Linked DNA regions of Danio rerio: region 1 is linked to region 2. The links are chromatin contacts, called in public HiCAR-type maps. All regions are on one chromosome and are shown on one strand. The core of a region is the stretch at or near the end of the contact, and the rest is flanking DNA. Distances in the headings are between cores, read along the strand shown.

What was found. HiCAR-type assays count read pairs that join an accessible place to other places.
Region 1: a HiCAR-type map of caudal fin shows a contact between it and region 2, with 10 times the contacts expected there. The contact joins the promoter of septin10 here to the promoter of sowahca in region 2. A contact is called at or near these places in 3 of 4 datasets of contacts at active chromatin or transcription factors (caudal fin, embryo and gastrula embryo).

What each region holds. Positions count from the first base shown.
Region 1 is chr9:58,183,495-58,188,304 of GRCz12tu, reverse strand. septin10 (septin 10) reads right to left here and starts at 1,475. Exons shown (of 10, transcript NM_001017557.1): 1 at 1,363-1,475. The coding sequence starts at 1,392.
Region 2 is chr9:58,118,720-58,123,315 of GRCz12tu, reverse strand. sowahca (sosondowah ankyrin repeat domain family Ca) reads left to right here and starts at 3,186. Exons shown (of 3, transcript XM_009305026.4): 1 at 3,186-3,735. The coding sequence starts at 3,223.

The DNA of each region.
Region 1 (4,810 bases), core at 226-2,725, 67 kb before region 2:
AAAAAGTGCATGATTTTATGTCTCATAAATTTTTGACAGCACAATTCCACAATTTTTAGTCCAGAAGAGTAAAAAAAAAACTATATTTTGGTGGAATAACCCTGATTATTAGACAACAAATGAAAACGTTTTGAAAAAGAAAATGCTCTTACATTCACTTTTTATTCGTATATGAGCTTTGAAAGTAATGTTATCCTAAATTTATAGGATAAAACAAATACTAACATTTTACTCAAACCCATGCCTAATAAATCCAGGCAAACTGAGACTTTTCGAGTGGTCTATTAAATTGCTTTTTATTTAATTAGTTTATTTGCTTATATTTTCAGACTTTTATATCTGTAAATGTGCACGCAACAACAAAATAAAAAGTCAAATTCCCTACACAAAGTAGTTTTAGTATTAGTTAATCAGTTATATTTCAAACTGAGAAAGTACTCAAAGTTATAAATGCATTAAAAGCGTAAAATAAAGTGTTTTTTAATATTTGTATTGAGATTGATAGTTATATTCAGAAACATAAATCGTTAAGAAACCCAATAAATTGTAAATTAAATGCTTAATCAATGTGTTCTATTCTCACCAATATACCTCATCATGTTTATGTTCTGATGGATATTTTAACCTAATTTTAGATACAGATATTAATAATTCTAATAAATGTATTCAGACTGATAAGTAGATGCAGAACATCAGACACAAGCAATGTTTGGTTTATAACACGATGGCATTCAGTTTTATTTATGAACACACAATCAGAATCACCGGTCAGATTCACTCATCTCATTTATTCATCTCTAAACGTCACACATTCATAAACTACTTGAATTTACGTTGATAAGATCAAATATTTGTACTCAAGATTAATAATTCAGAGATAAGTATTCATAATCATGTTCATAAATCAGATGCAAGTTAGTTACTATTCATGCTGACAAATCTGATTTTCTGTTGTCAGTATTCAGACTGCTCAATCGTATTTAGATCAGTTAATCAGACACAGGTTAACTTCAAATCGATCAATCAAGTTAATCAATCAATCAATCAATCACATTGACGTTAATCGTTTATTTCAGTTCGATCGGGCGCGCGCTCGTGAGTATTTAAGCAGGTTATAATTAACGTTAACAAGAGAGTACTTAACGTTGCTCTGAGGTGTAGATTTAGGATCGGGCGTTAATAAAATACAAGTAATGTACAATTTAATAAATAATATAAATATTTTCTCGTTAACATCCGGCCGCAGCTGTATCCCTTATAGCAACAAACGTCGGACACTCCCAGGCGCGTCAGAAAGTTGAATCTGGCGTTGGGATGAGAAAACACACTGAACCCCTCACCGTGTCGATCACACACACTCACCGGTTGTCGAAGCACGTCTGAGGAGGCCATTGGAGCGCAGAAAAACGGTGGAGAGTCGCTGAAAAGTCGCTTCTGTCTGATGAAAGTCAGCAAAAGTTACCGTGACGCGCCTCGTCCAATGAATTCCAGCGGGCGCAGACTGGAAAAAGAGCCGCGTCCACTTCACTGCCTGCGGGAGGGCTGTTTTTCCATATTCCTCCACAGATTATCACCATTTCACATGACATGTACCACGACTAGCATTTTCGTAACACTTCATATATACACCAGCTAAATTAAAGAAGCAACTCCAAGTCAATTTCGTGAATTTCTACTTGTATTCTTCAGAGTAGAAGTAACACCCCCTTGTCCCATTAAAGTAGTATGTTCTAAAGTCGGACTCGCCCTCAGATTTGTGGTGTAACTGGACGCCATTTCGGCTCCAAATGGATTCATGCTTTAAAAATCTCCCTTTTTCCATGTATGCACGTCAGTTTTCAGATTTTAGACATTCCTCAAATTATTTAAAAAAAAATTAGTAGCACTGTTCATTTGTGTAAATGTTAATATCTTTAGGGCTGTTTTAATAAAATGGGTTTAGTCCCGAAACACTTTAGCAGTGCTGACATTAAAATAGAGTTTTCTTCATGTTTATTCTGATGGACAGAATATGTTTATATTTTTCCAGATTATATAAACATTTATTAGTATTATCTACAAATAAATAATAATAATAAACTGTATTTCGCAATAAAAAAATTATAAAGTGATGAAAAGAGATTCCTAAAAGTCACTCTGTAAAAACATTTGACTTTAATGTTAAAAAATAAAATAAAACTGGTTTATTTGAAACTGAATTCTTTCAATGTTCAGATTTTTTTGTGCTAGAAATGTATGTGCTTTACTGCATTTTTAGTTCAACAGTAGATTATTTGCATATTTAAACATAACATTGTACAAAATAATAATAATATGAAGCATGTTTGCAATTCTATTCATTTATTTATTCTGTAATTGAGTAGTAGGTAGCATGATCGCCTCACAGCAAAGGTCGCTGTTTCAATCCTCGGCTGGGACAGTTGGTGTTTCTGTGTGGAGTTTGCATGTTCTGCCCATGTTGGTGTGGGTTTCCTCCGGGTGCTCTGGTGTCCCCCACAGTCCAAAGACATGCACTATAGGGGAATTGATCAACTATATTGGTCGAAGTGTATGAGTGTGTATGGGTGTTTCCCAGTGATGGGTTGCAGCTGGAAGGGCATCTGGTGTGTAAAACATATGCTGGAATAGTTGTTGGTTCATTCCACTGTGGCCAACCCAGCTTAATAAAGGGACTAAGTCCAAAAGAAAATGAATGAATAATTACCCAATTTACCTGCAGTATATTACTTTGAATGGGTCTGTATTGTAGATTTCGATTTTTAGACATAATTTTGAATGAAGAAATTACAAAACCATTTAAAATAAATGCAGAGTGACTTGCAAATTAAATAATTTATTTAAAAAACATTAAAATAAAACCATTTGAGACCTACGACACAATGATCCAGCGTTTTTAAGTCCTAACACTTTGTATATTAAAGCAACAATTCACCCAAAAATAAAACGTTCTGCAAGATTTGCTCACACTCAAGTGGTTCCAAACTTTTATGAATCATTTCCTCTGTTGAACACAAAACAAGATATTATAAAGAATGTGGGAAACAATCGTCCATTACTCAGGGTTTTATCCTAACATCAAGAAAATCCCATATATAAATTAGCTGCATTTCCACTAAATTGTTAGAGTGGCTGACTGTAGTATTGGTAACCTAGCAACCAACAGTAAACAAGGCAATCATAATGCAGAGCGTGTACTGCACACTACATCACAGATTATTTGGCAGATGTGTTTCACTTCTCCAGTGACGGATTTAGGCATGGGCAATATGGGCGATGGCCAAGTGCGACATCTTGCTGGGGGGCATAGGGAAGAGGTGAGAAAAAAGTGCCCAAGTAAAATCTTTGATATCTACTTAATGCAAGTGTATTAGTTTAGAGTGGTTATCGCAGATATAAGACATTAGTGGCCATTCATATTTGGCGTCTTTTGCACATGCAAGTTTGTTGTTTTGTGCAACCGAAAGAACGCCGATGAAAACAAATTGACACTCACACGCACTGATCCTGATACTGGTTGTATACATGCACGCCGATGCAAGTTGACAAAACTAAAGTTATATAATATGATGATGATGTTACTTTGACTAAGCATGGCTATAAAGCAGAAAAGAGGAATAATCAGTCATGAAGGCAACTTGTTCATAACATTAATTCTTGGTCATGCGTCAAGTCTAAGACAACAGATAATTCTGTAAAACATATATATTTTTTGTATTCTATAGAACTGTCATAATTAATAATCATGCAAATGTCTTAGAATATTACTCCAGTTGTGTCTTTACATTGTTTTTCACTTACATTTAGGATTGATTTCTGTTATTTATTTAGAATAATAATTGTATAATTAAAGCTGCAAGCAGCGATGATAGGGACCTCGCACCCGGGCTCACCGCCGTCCGGTGGCCTCAGGATGACAGAGAACAGCGAACAATATTAATTTAAGCCGATGTATATAAAGAACCCGAGAAAATCACAAATTTATGTCAAACTTCCTCCTGTCACCAGGTGGCGCTATGACTGTGACTCAAGATTGGCATGTAGATGTCTTCAGTAGAGGAATCTTATCCACCATGTGAATTTTCAGCCAGATCAGACATTGTGTGGCTGAGTTATAAGCCAAACTACCTTCTACCAGCAGGTGGCGCTATGAAAGACTCAATATAATTATGTAGATGTGCACGGGAGAGTACTTTCATCAACCATGTGAAGTTTCAGGCTGATCGGATATTGTGTGGTTGAGTTATAATGCAAACTACCTTCTGCCAGCAAGTGGCGCTATAACTGACTCAAGATTGGCATGTAGATGCCTTCAGTAGAAGAATTTAATCAACCATGTGAAGTTTCAGGCAGGTCAGACATTGTGTGGCTAAGTTATGAGCCAAACTACCCTCTGGCAGCAGGCGGCGCTATGACTGACTCAATATTGTTCTGTGGATGTGTTTAGGAGAGGAATTTTATCAACCATGTGAAGTTTCAGGCAGATCGGACATTGTGTGGTGTAGTTATAAGGACTTCCTGTTCCATGGCGAAGCATTGAGGTTTTTCATGCCGCCACGGACTCACCCCTCTGCAAAAACTCTAGATCTTCACAATATATCATCGCTAGAGCTTTCAGATGACAAGACCCAATTTTGGTGCTGATACAATAAAATTTGGTGAAGTAGTATGTTACAATGTAAAACATGTCATTTCCTGTGGCCAGCTGGTGGCGCTATAACTGTATCTGGATATTGGCTTGTAAATGTGTTCAGGTCAGGACTCTTATCAAACCTGTGAATTTTGAGGCAGATTGGATAATGCATGCTTGAGT
Region 2 (4,596 bases), core at 1,937-4,436:
TGTCAGCAGGTGGCGCTATGACTGTGACTCAAGATTTGCATGTAGATGCCTTCAGTAGAGGAATCTTATTAACCATGTTAATTTTCCGGCTAGTCAGACTTTGTGTGGCTGAGTTATAAGCCAAACTATCTTCTGCCAGCAGGTGGCGCTATGACTGTGACTCAATATTGCAATGTAGATGTCTTCAGGAGAGGAATTTAATCAACCATGTGAAGTTTCAGGCAGATCAGAGATTGTGTGGCTGAGTTATAAGCCAAAATACCTTCTGCCAGCAGGTGGCGCTATGACAGGCTCAATATTATTATGTAGATGTGCTTAGGAGAGGACTTTCATCAACCATGTGAAGTTTCAGGCAGATCGGACATTGTGTGGCCGAGTTACAAGCCAAACTACCTTCTGCCAGCAGGTGGCGCTATGACAGACTCAATATTGTTATGTGGATGTGTTCAGGAGAGGAATATGATCAACCGTGTGAAGTTTCAGGCAGATCGGACATTGTGTGGTTGAGTTATAAGCCTTTCCTGTTCCATGGCGAAGCGTTGAGGTTTGTCATGCCGCCACGGACACGCCCCTCTGTGAAAACTCTAGATCTTCGCAATATATCATCGCTAGAGCTTTCAAATAACATCACTCAAATTTGGTGCTAATATAATAAAGTTTGCGGAAGGAGTATATTACATTGTAAAACATGTCATTTCCTGTGGCCAGCTGGTGGCGCTATAACTCTATCTGGATATCAGCATATAAACGTATTCAGGTCAGGACTGTTATCAAATGTGTGAATTTTGAGGCAGATCGGATAATGCTTGCCTGAGTTATAACGACTTCCTGTTTTGTTGCGAATCGTCAAAGTTTGCAAGGCCGCCACGGACACGCCCATCGATGAAAACTCTAAAGCTTCACAATTTAACATCACCAAGGCCTTTAGATGACAAAACCAAATTTTGGTGTTGATCAGATAAAATCCCTAGGAGGAGTTCGTTAAAATACAACGCCTGGAAATGGCAAAAATGCCACTTTTTCGCCGCAGGAAGTTAAAAATAACCAACTTCCTGTTGGGTTTGAGATATGGCTCCAAGAGACTTTTTCGTATGTTTTGGCATGTTTGAAGTGTGTGCCAATTTTCGTGCATGTGCGTGATTTGTATATCGGGGGCTCGTCCGATTAATTTTTGTAGGTGGCGCTGTAGAGTCATTTTGCCACGCCCACTTAAATATTGTTATGAAGATGTGTTCAGGAGAGGACTTTTATCAACCTTGTGAAGTTTCAGGCAGATCGCACATTGTGTGGTTGAGTTATAAGGACTTCCTGTTCCATGGCGAAGCGTTGAGGTTTGTCATGCCGCCACGGACACGCCCCTCTGTGAAAACTCTAGATCTTCACAATATATCATCGCTAGAGCTTTCAGATAACACCACTCAAATTTGGTGCTGATACGATAAAATTTGTGGGAGGAGTTTGTGATACTGTAAAACATGTCATTTCCTGTGGCCAGCAGGTGGCGCTAAAACTGTATCTGGATATCGGCATGTAAACGTGTTCAGGTCAGGACTCTTATCAAACGTGTGAATTTTGAGGCAGATCGGATAATGCGTGTCTGAGTTATAACGACTTCCTCTTTTGTGGCGAATCGTCAAAGTTTACGAGGCCGCCACGGACACGCCCATCGACGAAAACTCTAAAGCTTCGCAATTTAACATCGCCAAGGCCTTTAGATGACAAAACCCAATTTTGGTGTCGATCGGATAAAATCCCTAGGAGGAGTTCGTTAAAATACAACGCCTGGAAATGGCAAAAACGCCACTTTTTCGCTGCAGGAAGTCAAAAATATCCGACTTCCTGTTGGGTTTAAGATATGGCTCCAAGAGACTTTTTCGTATGTTTTCGCATGTTTGAGGTGTGTGCCAATTTTCGTGCATGTGCGTGATTCGTGGATCGGGGGCTCGTCCGTTTAAATTTTCTAGGTGGCGCTGTCGAGTCATTTTGCCACACCTCTTTCCGAGACCCATAATAAACGTAAATTTTCGCCACTTCTGAGGCGTGTGCAAAGTTCCGTGAGTTTTCGGGCATGTTTAGCCCCTCAAAACCGCGATTCATTCCGCGGAAGAAGAAGAAGAAGAAGAATAATAAGAAACGGAGCAATTCCAATAGGGCCTTGCACCGTTCGGTGCTCGGTCCCTAATAATAATAAACGGAGCAATTCCAATAGGGCCTACGCACCGTTTCGGTGCTCGGTCCCTAATAAAAAACGGAGCAATTCCAATAGGGCCTACGCACCGTTTCGGTGCTCGGTCCCTAATAAACGGAGCAATTCCAATAGGGCCTTGCACCGTTTCGGTGCTCGGTCCCTAATAATAATAATAATAATAAAAAACGGAGCAATTCCAATAGGGCCTACGCACCGTTTCGGTGCTCGGTCCCTAATAATAATAAACAGAGCAATTCCAATAGGGCCTACGCACCGTTTCGGTGCTCGGTCCCTAATAATAATAATAAACAAATTGTTATATTTATTGCAAACAAATAAATATATTTAAATTTATTTAATAATATTTTAAATGTATATATTAAAAAATAATAAATAAATAAATAAATAAATAAATAAATATATATATATATATATATATATATATATATATATATATATATATATATATATATATATATATATATATATATATATATAAAGTCAACCACATAGTGTCTTTATTTCTTGGGGGAATGCGGAGGGGGTATGTTTGGGGAAGTTTCGCCCAGGGTGCCACTTAAACTTGAACCGCCACTGCACTTTTCCACACAAGTCTAAACCCAGCTCAAGTGAAGGTTAAAACACTTGCAAAATTATTTTGCAAAAAAAAATTAATAATAATTAACTAGAAATTAGTAATTTTTATTACTTTTTTCTCATGCCATATTCAAAAATCGTATTAAGATTCGGGTTAAATCGTATTAAGATGTTTTTGATCCACTTCAAATATTGACTACTACTATACTTCCAGTGACAAACTACAAACAGTACATGTTTATACCGTTTTACATCTCCTAAACGCGGATTTAGTCACTGTTTTTGGATCAAACTAGCTTTTTAACAAACAAAACTCTTACTAACATCTATTAACATTTTAATTTTACGGGGCCTTTAAACGATATCAGAATGTTATTGTGAACTGACCCTTTAAGAGCCCGAATGAGCGCCGCTGCGCTGCAGTTTCCCAGCAGTGAATGTGTTCCAGTGTTGCTAAGCTGCAACTCTACCGACCCCTGTCTGACAGTCCGCGATGTGTTCATCACCACCATCATCATCATCAGCGGCGCACAGATTTACCGCAGGCCGGCTCTGAGATGCTGAAGGCGGCGGAGCAGGTCACGCAGGAGTCGGTGCTGGACTTTCTGCTGGAGAGCGGCGGACGCGTCAGGAACAAGGAGCTCGTGGCGCATTTCAAACTCATCCTGAGCGGGGAAAACACGAACAGAGCCGCGCTGAAGGAGAAATTCAAGCGCTTCGTGGACAACATCGCGTATGTGAAGCAGGAGAACGGAGAGAAGGTGGTGTGTTTGAAGAAGAAGTACCGATTCCCGGAGGCGCGCAGCGGAGATGGCGATCAAGAAGATGATGATGATGATGACAAAGAGGAAGATGGAGATACAAATGAAGATAAAGATGGAGAAATGATGTGTAAAGATAAAGAGGAGATTAACAGAGCAGTCAGCGACCTCCAGCTCCAGGAGAAGCAGGTGTGTGTGTGTGTGTGTGTTGTGACATATCAGGACACAAATGTGTATAATGACATGTGTAACACTGATATTACTGGAGAAGGTGAATTATGAGGACACTGCTATAGGGAGATTGAGATCAAATACAGTTTGTACAGTTTAAAAACAATGAAAACCAATGCAATGTCCCCACAATTCACAAAAACAACCCTGTTTGTGTGTATGTGTGTGGCTGCATGATACTGAATTAAAAAGCTGACATTGTGATATATCGCAGTGTGAATATAATTTCACTTAAACAGATAGTTCACCCAAAAATACTATTTACTCTCCTGTTTTAAAGGTTTGAGTTTCTTCTGTTCACAAAATAAGATGTTATAAAGAAAGCCAAAAACCAGTAACCATTGCATTCCAGTGTAGGAAATACAAACACTTTCAGTCGATGGTTACAGGTTGACATCATTCTTCAAAACGTCTTCTTTTGTGTTCAACAGGGTTTGAGACGAGTGTGCATGAATGAATACAGAACTTTCATTTTTTGCGTGAGCTGTGCTTTTAAAGCTACAAATGCTTTTTTAAAGACTAAATGGTTTTAAATTAGCTTGAAAGCGTACATAGTCACAGGCTTTAATTTGTTGCTAATGTTAAGTTTTTCATGTGTTCAGGAGCACTGTTTTCTCAGAGGTGTATAAAGGACTAGAGACCCAGACTTGATAAAAGTACAAGTGCTCTATCAAAAAAGGGACTTGAGTAGAAGTTGAAGTGCTCTTCAAGCATTATACTGAAGTGGAAGCACTAAAGTATTCAACATTTCTTGTACTGAAGTATTGCAGTTTATTGCAAAGTTTACTACTCAAGTACTGAAAGTAAAAGTACTTAAAA